Linked DNA regions of Zea mays: region 1 is linked to region 2. Evidence: chromatin contacts called from public Hi-C data. All regions are on one chromosome and are shown on one strand. Each heading gives the region's core, a stretch centred on a gene start, on an enhancer-like site or on the middle of the called end of the contact. The rest is flanking DNA. Distances are from core to core; before and after follow the strand shown. Region 1 holds the start of LOC100191865 (putative RING zinc finger domain superfamily protein). Region 2 holds the start of LOC100304368 (Thioredoxin domain-containing protein PLP3B).

The links. Hi-C and Micro-C count contacts between places; a contact is called where the count stands out from the background.
Region 1: a contact with region 2 is called in a Hi-C map of ear, with 2.6 times the contacts expected there. The contact joins the promoter of LOC100191865 here to the promoter of LOC100304368 in region 2. A contact is called at or near these places in 4 of 25 Hi-C or Micro-C datasets (ear, leaf and tassel).

Annotation. Positions count from the first base shown.
Region 1 is chr2:235,461,887-235,467,851 of Zm-B73-REFERENCE-NAM-5.0, forward strand. It overlaps LOC100191865 (putative RING zinc finger domain superfamily protein), which reads left to right and starts at 3,594. Exons shown (of 1, transcript NM_001137289.1): 1 at 3,594-5,170. The coding sequence starts at 3,679. The coding sequence ends at 4,851. It overlaps TRNAA-AGC (transfer RNA alanine (anticodon AGC)), which reads left to right and starts at 2,429; the gene lies at 2,429-2,501.
Region 2 is chr2:235,241,759-235,247,359 of Zm-B73-REFERENCE-NAM-5.0, forward strand. It overlaps LOC100304368 (Thioredoxin domain-containing protein PLP3B), which reads left to right and starts at 2,344. Exons shown (of 8, transcript NM_001165806.1): 1 at 2,344-2,512; 2 at 3,807-3,881; 3 at 3,992-4,039; 4 at 4,120-4,262; 5 at 4,351-4,423; 6 at 4,506-4,567; 7 at 4,677-4,774; 8 at 4,855-5,146. The coding sequence starts at 2,429. The coding sequence ends at 4,961. LOC100282791 reads left to right here. Exons shown (of 7, transcript NM_001155697.2): 6 at 71-344; 7 at 1,063-1,391. The coding sequence ends at 1,164.

The sequences.
Region 1 (5,965 bases), core at 2,344-4,843, 220 kb after region 2:
ATGAGGACTTATTTATCTGACTAGCTGTAACGGACTTACAATTCATATGGATGGAGCTTGCCCTCGTTGCTGGTATAGTGCAATTTCTGTTTTGAGCTAGGTGCACATGATGTTGCAGTTATCGATAAGGTCCGAGAAGGATGGCATTCTGTGCCCTATTCCACAGTGCATCAATTGCTCTTCATGGTGGTTCCCTTGTATGTTCTATGGGCTATGGCAACGCTTCTATGTTGCTTTTGTTGTTGTTGAATCATATCAATGTCTCTCAACCCGCAATTTTTAGGCAATAGTTTTGAGTTAAATCCTTCATATAATTCACTGAGTTCACTAAAATCATTTCACAATGGTTAGTGATTTGATCATCACATGTCAAAATCTATACCTCTACTACGTTTAAGCACGAGTTTCGTCACGCGTCCACTCGTGTCCACTCGAACGCACGCCCTCACGGAATAAGAGAAAAAAATAGTGTGTTGATCAGGATTCGAACTAATTAAGGTCGCTTGCCTCAAAGGCGCTCCGCTTCTCTCACTACGACACACACCTGCGTGCATTATATGGAGGAGAGATATTTAAAATATATGTATACTAATAATTAGAAAATAAAAAATAATTATGTTTGTATAAATATCTCATTCAAGTAAGGTCTACATATATGTAATATATAAGAAACAGTAATATAAATAATGATTTTCGTCGTGCATCGTTCCCTCCGCACGTAGGGAGTGTTCCCTAAATGTGCAATTATCGGGATTCGAGGAAAATAGCACCCGCGTCTAATGATTGTATCTCATGTTGGTTTATATTGTATAAAGAATACTTATATCATATATAAAAACTGTAGTGGTGCATGAACAACTTATTATTATTATTATTATTATTATTATTATTATTATTATTATTATTATTATTATTGTTGTTGTTGTTGTTGTTGTTGTTGTTGTTGTTGTTGTTGTTATTGTCGTTATTATTATTGTTTTTTGTTGTTTGGGTAGTTTTGAGCCGCAAAAGGTAAACTAAATTCCAACTAGTCGGTTACCCGTGCGTTGCGACGGCTCACAATAATACCCACGTAAATTATCCACCAAAAAGTTCTCAAGATTTTTTATTGATTGTCTCCGCTCTTCGCATAATATTTTTTAAGAACGCACGTGTACCATAGGTAACAAATCAGAGACCTGGGCATCTGGAGGCGACATAGGTAGTATACCGCTAGATATATAGGGAGAGAGCACGCAAGCGTAGAAAGAAGCTCAGCCGGAGCAGCTCCAAACCAAGAGGCACCCGCACCAAGCGCCAATCCGAGAAGGGCGAGAGAATGCGAGTGTCTTCCCAGCCCTAGACCCGTCGAAGCGACACAACACCACCACCAACTCTGTAGCATATGTCGGCTGCTGCCACGCTATGGGCCTTGGTTGTCCAATATCTCAGACCTGGACTCCTCATCGCTAAGATAACCTAAGTGTGGCAGGTGCCACCATGTCCTCCTCGACGACACGCACGGAGAAAGGCCAGGAGTGTGACCAACTCGCGCCGTACTCGCGTCGACGAGCGTCGGTCGGCTTGCGGTTGCGACCGTGGGCAGGAGCAGCAGGTTGGGGAGGAAGAACAGAGCGAAGGCCGGGAAGACGAACGGGACGCCCGACGATGGCGAAAACGATGGTGCGCGCATGATGTGAAACGTCCTCGTGGATATTCAATAGCCATTGCGCGAGTCGGTGTCGAGGATGGTGTTGGACGAATACGAGGAAGAGGTGCATGCTCCTACGCCTCTCTGCCGAGAATAGGGTGGCGCGGAGGTGGATGCATGAGGGGAGAGATAAAAGAAGTAGAATGACGAATAAGGTGGTGGTAACTGAGACGAGGACCATCATTATCGTGCGAAGGTATAGATGACCAAATGAGTCGTGTCTCGCGAGCCGGCCCGAGGCACGACCCATTTAATAGTGTTTGGGCCAACCCGGCACGAGCGGCGTGCTGGCCCAACCCGACACGATTTTTTTATTTTACAAAAAATGATATATATATATATATATAATTTATATTCGATATTATAAACACATAAGCATGATGTTCTATTGGTTAGACAGCTTCGTCCAGTGGGAATGCGGGTTCAAACCCTATCTTTTACACCGCTTTTTAACATTTTATATTGAGTTGATTTGAAAGAAATGTAGAGTCTTTATGTAAAAAATGACGTAGTACGACCCTTGAAACTAGTAAAGTATAGTAGAGATACAGGGAAAGACGTAATTGGCGACGCAACTCGCCGATCTCTCTTCCCAGGTATTGGATGGGGACTGGCGATGGAAACGCAACTCGCAAGCGTCGAGCGGCAGCCACAGCTCCGCAGGTCGCAATGGTATCCCGCCGTCGGCTTTCCATGTATCTCTTTATTATCTAACTCAGTTTCCAACGTAACGTAAATGGGGATGTAGTTCAGATGGTAGAACGCTCGCTTAGCATGCGAGAGGTACGGGGATCGATACCCCGCATCTCCATTTTTTTTTTGTTTTGGGCTTCGTGGCATTACCATTGTACATATGGGCGTTCGTTACCAGAACCCGGCCCAAGAGCTTTTGTTATCGTTCTCCCTAAAACGGCCCACAGAGGCAGCCCCACCTAGTACAGGAGTCCCACCCGTCAGGCCGCCGGCACAGACACAGCGCATGGGCACGTGGGGCCGGTAGCGGGACGCGTCGCGCGAGTGCGGGTGGGCCACTCGTCCCAGGCAGAGCATGGTCAATCGGCCATAAATCTACCTTGTTTGTGCCAACGGCCAACAAACACCCAACCACAACAATATATCTACTGCTGCTGCTGCCGTTGCCCGTTCCTATTTAAAATGGGATTTGTTCCACCACCCCATCACTTAATATCCTGCTTCTGCTAACCCGCAAGCTACTCTGTTTTTGCTATACATATCACATCAAATTCATAGTAAACTATATATAAAAAAAAGGAGAGAATTAGAGAGAATAAGCCTGCTCGCTAGTAGCCAGCTAAAAAAGACCGCTCACAAAACTACTCTTACACGACTAGTTTGAGAGCTCCATTTTACCGAGCGATTTATATTTCCAAAGGAAAAATAAACTATTTTTTTCTTAGAAAAATGAAAATTTGGTGTAATGAGATTTCTAAACTAGCTTTAAATAATTTATAAGAGGAACAGAGAGACCAAGTATTAAACGTACCATTTGTATCGTGAGCTAGTTATTATATTACTGATTTTTTTAGTTGGTAACATGTGGCATGACAGTATTATATTATAAAAAGCCTACTATAATCTATATCATTAACCTTGCTCGTCTTGTCCCGGGATAAATAATGCAAAAGAAATCGTGCTTAAAAAAGCACTGACCTGACCCCAGTCCCCACTGTCAACTGAGCAAGATATTCCATGAAAGCTGCTTTCTAACTCCTGGCTTTTATTTTAAACCACTCATGCGTATAGTAGTCCAGTAGTGTCATAATCTCCGTCAAAATCATTTTCATCTTTTTTACATGGACAGACTTCCATGACAAATCTCACAGGTCACCCTTCCACCACATCACCACCGCATTCACATCGAACAACAACAACACAAGGCGAGGCCGAGTCGAGTAGCGCGACCACACACACACACCGCGTCGAGTCTCACACGGCACGGCAGGGCACGCGTCAAGGCGATCCGTTCCATGCCGCCGCCGCTGCCGCTGCCGGAGGAGGAGGAGGAGGAGAAGCCGCTGCCGCGGCGAAAGCCAGAGCCGAAGCCGCCTAAGCCCAAGCCCACCAAGAGGCCCAGGCCGATTGGGCCGCTGCCTCAGCGGGACGGGGACCCCGGCGGCGGCGTCGCCACGTCCCCTCCGCTCCTCTTCTGCGGCGACGGCTGCTCCGGCCCGTGCGCCTACTTGCCCCAGTGCCAGCCGCCGCCTCCGCCGTCCCCTGGGGCCACCGTGCGCCTCCGCTCGAGCCGGCTCCCGACCCCGCTCGTCGCGCTCTCGGCGTCGCTCCTCACCGTGTCCGCGGTCCTCCTGCTCGCGCTGCTCGTCCACTGCCTGGTCGCGCGGCGGCGGCGGGCGCAAGGCGCGCCGCTGGCCCACCACGCCGAGACGGGAGGGGGCCAGGTTCTGGCTGGCGCGGTGGCGCAGCAGGCCGGCGAGGGGGAGGACGAGGAGGCCGCCGGCGGCGGCGTGCACCACGTGTGGTACATACGCACCAAGGGCCTCGACGAGCGCGCCATCTCGGCGATCGCCGCGGTCGTGTACGACGCCAAGAAGCGCGGCGCCGGCGCCAGCTCCGACGGCGGCGGCAGCTGCGCGGTGTGCCTCGCGGAGTTCCGCCACGGCGAGACGCTGCGCCTGCTGCCGCGCTGCGCCCACGCCTTCCACCGCGCCTGCATCGACACCTGGCTCCGCGCCCACGTCAACTGCCCGCTCTGCCGCGCGCCCGTGCAGGTCGCCGCCGCCGCCGCTAACCCCAACCCCGCACCGGGAACGTCCGGGCGCCGGGAAGAGGGTAACCCTGCTGCTGGCGCCGTCATCGGTGGCGTTCAAACACAGGACCCCGCGCGCGGCGGCGGCTTTCCTGACCGGGCCGTCAGGCGGGCCGCGTCGTCCATGGCGGCGCTGCCGCGGCGGGCGTGGCCGGACGTCCCGCTGCGTGCGCCGGCGTCGAGCAGCTTCCGCGACGGCGAGGACGACGTGACGGGGCTCGGCAAGATCAGGCGGCTCCTCAAGCTCTCGGACGCGCTGGAGATGGCCGGGGTCGGGGTACACCGGTCCGCCTCGTTCGGCGCCGCTACCTGCCAGCGCTTGCCGCCAAGGCCGGGGCCGTCGGCGCCCGGCGTCAGCGCCGACGAGACGTCATAGCGAACCGACTGAGGCCGACGACGAGGCCATCGGTGGTCTGGTGAAACTTGCAGCTTTGGGAGCTGGGAGCTTGGAGGAGTGAAGGTTGGTGTTGGTTTGCCAAGTTTTTGTGTGTGCCGGGCACGAGACATGAGAAGGTAAAAAATGATATCTTTTCCATGTTTCTTGTATAATCGCTTCGTCAGCAGTAACAAGTAAATAACTCGTGAGCCTGTGCATGCACTGCGGAGCGTCAGGAATTGTAAGTAAGAAAGAATCCTTGACGGAAGTAGTTTTGTATGCGAAATTTACAGCACGAATACATGTGTAAGATACGTGTAAGGGCATGTTCGTTTTGGAGCGGAACGAAGGGAATTGGAGGGGCTATTCAAAATTGAATAGGAAGGTATTTAATCCTCTCCAATCGACATAGCCTAAGAGATCACTCATGTTCGTTATGGGTACATGAATGATCTGAAGTTATATGTTGCTCAGATTTGTTTCACTCCTATCTAGTTTCTCTGTATCAAACATGGCCTTTTAAGGCCCTGTTTACTATTACTTGAGCTTCAAAATTTGGTGAGGTCGATGAAGAGCTTCAGAAGATCGTTAAGCTGAAGTTATATACAGTTAGAAGAAGCTTAGATAAGCAATTTTATTTTGTATTTAGATTAATAATTTTTAAAGCAATTTAAATTTATATTATACATCACAGCTTCACGATGAAGCTGAAACCTAGAGTCTAGAGCAGTGCCAAACACCCACTAAACCTGGTATGTCTAGAGGTTAGGATTATGGACAAAGTTCCATCTGACAGGCCGTCTCACCTGCATTGCCATGTCTCTGTCAGGGCACTAACACCTCATTTAAAAATTCCAACGCTAATGGTGTGAGGTTGAAGTAGGCAGGGTAGTTCTGCCCAGTCGCCTGTCGAGGCAGTGTGCATCAATTGCTTGGACCGGACGGCTGTTCTGCGTCGCTGTTGGTCATCAAATGAGATGTGGATGCTGGCAGTGTGTGCCTGTGCTGCTGATGGCTGGCTCGCTGTGGCCTGTGGGTGAAGCTTCTTCCTTCTGGGATGGGCAGGCAATCACCTTCCAACGCAACACAATATGTAAAAAGTTAGGTGTGCGGT
Region 2 (5,601 bases), core at 1,094-3,593:
ACACATGCATGTACACCGTGCTCGTCATATATTCTCACAGGTGGTTGTACCAACATTTGTTCAATTTCAGGATGTGTGCAGATTGCCATCTACCTGGCACGTTATGCATGTGGACTGACTGCACCACCTGCTTCGAAGGTTGTGCTACCACAGCTGGCGAGTGTGGTGGTTGCTTGGGAGGTGCTGGGGAAGCTGGGCTACCTCTGCTTCTCATCATGGGGGTTATTGTGCTTGGGCTTTTCACGGTCATCGGCATATTCTACAGTGTCCTGGTCGCGACAATGGTTGGCCAGCGGATCTGGCAGCGGCATTATCACATTCTTGCAAAACGAATGCTAACCAAGGTGAGTGTGAGCGCTACCGTGTATTCATTATCACATTCTGTCTCACCTAGAGATGGCAATGGGTACCCGCGACCCGATACCCGATGGGTATTTACTCCATTAGGGTATGTATGTGGGCTAAATATTCTACCCGTGGGTCTGTTATTGGGCAAAAATCTTCACCCAATGGGTAAACGGGTATTAGAACGTTCCGCCTTCACCCATACCCGTTAACCCGTGGGTATAAAATACCCAATATAAACTTAGCCCAAGCATGAACTTTGACTTTAGTCATCCATCTTTTTTACTATTTAACAACCTTTTAGGCCATGATGTCATAGAAGACTTAACGACAATTTAATGACCATGTAATGGAACATGTAATATGCTATGTAGTACTATCCTAGTGTTACTACTTTATCCAATTATCTTTGGTGTGTTGAATGGATGGTTAAATGATGCTAGAAATTTTGTAATGGTATTTAGATGGATATACTTGACATTTTTATCATACAATATTTTGGTAGATGTTTAGCTTTTGTGGGTACGGGTGACCCGATGGGTGACCCATACCCACATGGGTATGGGTATGGGGGTAAATCCATACCCGCCAGTGTATATGGGTGACCCGATGGGGTTATTTTTGTGTCGTGGGTATGAGTATGGGGTTGTAATACCCGGTGGGTATTTACCCATTGCTGTCATGGTGGTGTATTCATGTTTGCTGTCATACGTCCAGGAGTATGTCGTAGAGGATGTCGATGGCGAGCGCACAGACTGGTGTCCGCCGCCGCTCCCTGCAGAGCACATCAGCCAGCTGAGGTCTCTGGGGCTTCTATAATAGCTAGGGTACTCGGCGTGGCATTACCCTACCCAGCTGTACAGGAGGCGATACAAAAGCAGGAAGTCAGGCATACTGCGTTGAAATGTGGCAATATTGATATCTTCTTTTTTTGTACATTGTAATGGCAACAGTTTCTTCCTGACAACCAAAAAGTTTTATACCAAGTGAAATCACGTACTTTACGAAGTCTGCGTGGCTTCTCACCTCTCCAAGTGACTTTGTCATGTTTAAATTCGCGTATCAGCCTATCGGCCTATCCTCCCTCATTCAGAATAACAATTGACAACGGGGATTCATCGAATTCTATACTCCAAAAATATTGACGTTCAAATATTAAAATTTTAAAATAGCTGTTTTTCAATATACCTTTTCTTTTCTTTTCTTTTTTTCTAATATATTTCTATGTTTTGTCTACCATATATCTTTACTGTGCTAAAGTCAACAAATATTATGGGCTCGAGAGAGTAAGGGCAGCTCCAACCAAACCCTCAAATTTTAATCACTATAGTTTGATATAGGATAAAACTAACTTCTTTATATTTTAGATAGTATATAACTCATGCTAATGATACGATTCTAAGGAGGGGCAGGCGGTTCTAACGCTATGATTCTCATGAGGCGTTGATGACGACAATGCGAGAGGAGTTGACGGCGGTGATGACACGAGAGAGATGAGAATGCTAGGGGCTGGGGGCTGGGCATGAGGGAGATGTGGATGCTAGGGGCGGAGGGGGGAGGGTCGCGGGAGAGATGATGAATGATATAAATAATATTATTAAATTTAAGTGAGTAAGAGAGAGTTATCCAGCTATCTAAATCGTTTGTTTTGATGATGTGTTAAGTTTGGATGCAATTTAGTTAGTGGTTTAGTGGAGGTTTTGTGTGGAGGTGATTTGGTTGAGTGAGTTTCGTAAAATATAAACATATGGATTATATAGTGGCATATAGAAAAGAGAACGAAATTATTCAGCCGTCCGATTTCTTTCCCCAAAAAGTAGAAAACTGTAAAGATTTATCACTTACAAAGTTACAAGGCGAACTGCCCAGGTTCTTTCAATTCAACTTCGGAAGCGGGCCTGTTGGGCTTAATACTTCGGTCTGGTGGGCCCATTTCCAGCGACTTGAAGAGCTTGCCAGCCACCGAGGCCTAGCTCACTTCGCTTCGCTTTTCCTTCACGAAAACAGAGCAAATCCGGCGAGCCGGTGCGGCGGCGGAGGGAGACGCCTGCTCGAGAAGGAGCATTAGCAGGAGGCAGCGGAGATGGATCCGGACGCAGTGAAGTCGACGCTCTCTAACCTTGCCTTCGGCAACGTCATCGCCGCCGCCGCCCGCGACCTCCAGAAGGTGACCGACTTCTTCCCCAATATTCCGGCGCCGCCTTACGCTGCCGCAGCTCTGCCTTTGATACCGCTATTGGATCGCGGAGTTTGACTAGGAGGTGGCTAGTGCCCGCGCGCAGGATCTCAGGGCTGGCGTGCGCGTACGCGGAGTTTGATTCAGACTAGGTTTTCTGGTCGGAATATTAGCTACTGACTACGCCCCGGAGGTGCTGAATTGCACCTCTGGGAACGCTTGCATGTTTGCTCGAGTGTCAGGACCTGGTTGCTAGTTCGAATGTAATGTGGTGTTGTGTTCGAGAGTGTAGTGGGGATGTGATCCATGGGAGTAATGGAATGGGCACGATCAATCCAGAACCTATTGCGTTTCAGGCGTTCGATAGAGTGATGGTGCTTGGTGCACAAGTACTTCTCGTGAACAAACTATGATGGCTCTGTGCAAACGAGTTTTGTGTAGCTGGATGTACTGGATTTTGTGCGGTGCGGAGTGGAGTGTGCTTCGGGAATAAGTAACTGAATTTTCCTCTCTCTTGGGATGAGAGTTGTATCGCGAGCCGGGTATTCAAATAACTCTTCTTGAGTTCTCGATCCGCTAAAGAAGATCTTATAGGTACATGTGACACTTTGCATTGTCTCAGGTGGTTTGTGTATGGCAGTGGTTTTTTAGTTAAAGGCCTTATTTCAGCAGTGAGCATGAGCTAGGAATTGTTTGAAATTGATAAAATTTAGAACTCCTAGCTTGTTGGAGGACCATGGACAAAAAAAAAAAAAAAAGAAGACAGATCCATGCTAGCGGCTCCCACATGAGTGTGGTATGGGGAAGGAATAACCAAGGCAAGCCTTACTTCTGAGGCTGCGTCGAACCTAGGACCTTTAGGCTCAGTGTAAAGGCTTCTCACCACTGTCACCATGGATTGGTAAAATTTAAGTTTTTTTGTATGCTATATGGCAAAAGATGGATTGATTGACTCCTGCATACAGCATTGCCTGACTATCATGGAAAAATCATTTATCAATTTTGTTTTTTTGGACATTTTTTGTTGATCCTGTGAACCCGCATTAATTCTTTGTTTGTTGTATCATTGCTTTGTTTCCGTCATTTTACAGTGGTTGGCAGACTCCCCATCTTGTTTCTACCATTTTCAGTAGTTTTTACATTCCATTATGGTATAGATATTAAATGTTTCTTCCTTTTTTTACCTTTGAATTTCACTTCTGACATTGTAAACGGAGCATGTTTTCTATGTGTTCCATTATGGATTTTAATTTTGTCATGCTGACATTGCCGCACATGATCTTAGGAAATGGTGGCTAAAGACAAGGCTCAAGCAGCACCTGCAAGCCATGATGAAGTTGATCTTGATGAGTTGATGGATGTGAGTCGAAGAAAAAAGTTTATTTACTTTTTCCCTTGAATTTGCCTTATTTGTGTGCAAATAGTATGTGTTATATCGTGGGTTGTCAAATTCATGGAACTTTTCACCAGGACCCTGAACTTGAGAAGTTGCACGCGGAGAGAATTGCTGCCCTTAAGGTACTGATCTTCATCTTTCACTTATGAAGCTTATGCAAGCGTTATATTCTTTTTATTCCTGAAAGCTCTCTGTGCAACAGAAAGAGGTTGAGAAGCGTGAAGTGCTAAAAAGGCAAGGTCACGGTGAATACAGGGAGGTAATTGAAGGGGACTTCCTTGGGGAGGTTACTGGCAGTGAAAGAGTCATATGTCATTTCTATCACCGTGAATTTTACCGTTGCAAGTATGCCATAACTTGTCTTTCTTGTTTTCTTGAGATATTATTTTTGTTGTTGGTACTTATGGAAATATTTTCTGTGGATATTTGCTAGGATCATGGATAAGCATTTGAAGGCCCTTGCTCCTGTCTATGTGGGAACAAAATTCATCAAGCTTGATGCTGAAGTGTGTTTACGACTACCACTTGGCTATAAATTACTTTGTTTTAATAATTATGAAGCCTAATGTCATCTATAATTAACTGCAGAATGCTCCATTCTTTGTAGCCAAACTGGCAATCAAAACCTTGCCATGTGTAATATTGTTCAAGTAAGTGTACAAGTTATTCATTACTCCTACCTATTTGACAATGTTTTTTGCTGTTTGGTACCCTGCAATCTTCCTACTTCACCATACTATCATCCCTGTCCTATTTCAGGAAGGGTATTGCTGTTGACCGGTTAGTTGGGTTTCAAGATCTCGGAAGTAAAGACGATTTTTCAACAAGAGCGTTGGAAAACATTCTCAAGATGAAAGGTATCCATAAAAAGTATCTGTCAGTACTTGACATTTTTTTTGTTATGACAAATGTGTTAACAACCAAAAACAAATTATAGGGATAATCGATGAGAAGAAGAAAGATGACGATGATGATGATGAAGAAAGCGAGTCTAAGAATAGGAGGATTAGATCTTCAACTGCTCAAGATTCTGACTCGGACTGAACATGAGATGGGGATTGAGGATTCACCCTTTTTGCACTTTATATTTTGTCTGTTCTGTACTGCAATTGATTTGTGCGACTCATGTATCTATACCAGATAACCAGAACAAAAGCATGTACAAGAGATTCTTAACTTATCTAACTTATGAACACGTTCAAAATTGAGCTGGCATATCTCAATTGGCCAAGTAATATTGTACTCACATAACCTATTTGCATCCAAGCAATATAAGCGCCATCATCTTGATAGATAATATCTTATTATTCAATGGAATCATAATTGATCACTCAACGAAGTCATACTTGCACATGTTAGATTTTGGAATGATATGTGTGAACAATCGTTAGAGTATATAATGACTCCCATAAGAATTCTACCACAATGAGATCAATCTATAATCTGGCGTACTTGATGAGGATTATTTTGTCATATTCCACTATGATCATATCTCCGTGTCACGGGTGGAAGCCTCGAAGATGTCCATTGCTCTTTTATTTTCTTTGGCACGTAATTTTCTCGATACACAGATTCTATCCACAGTCAGATTCTTTCTATAGCTAGATTCTCTCGGAAAAAAGTTAAACCAAACATATTTTAATAAGAAGCTGTCGACACGGATCATAAATAATAGAGGTTTTCT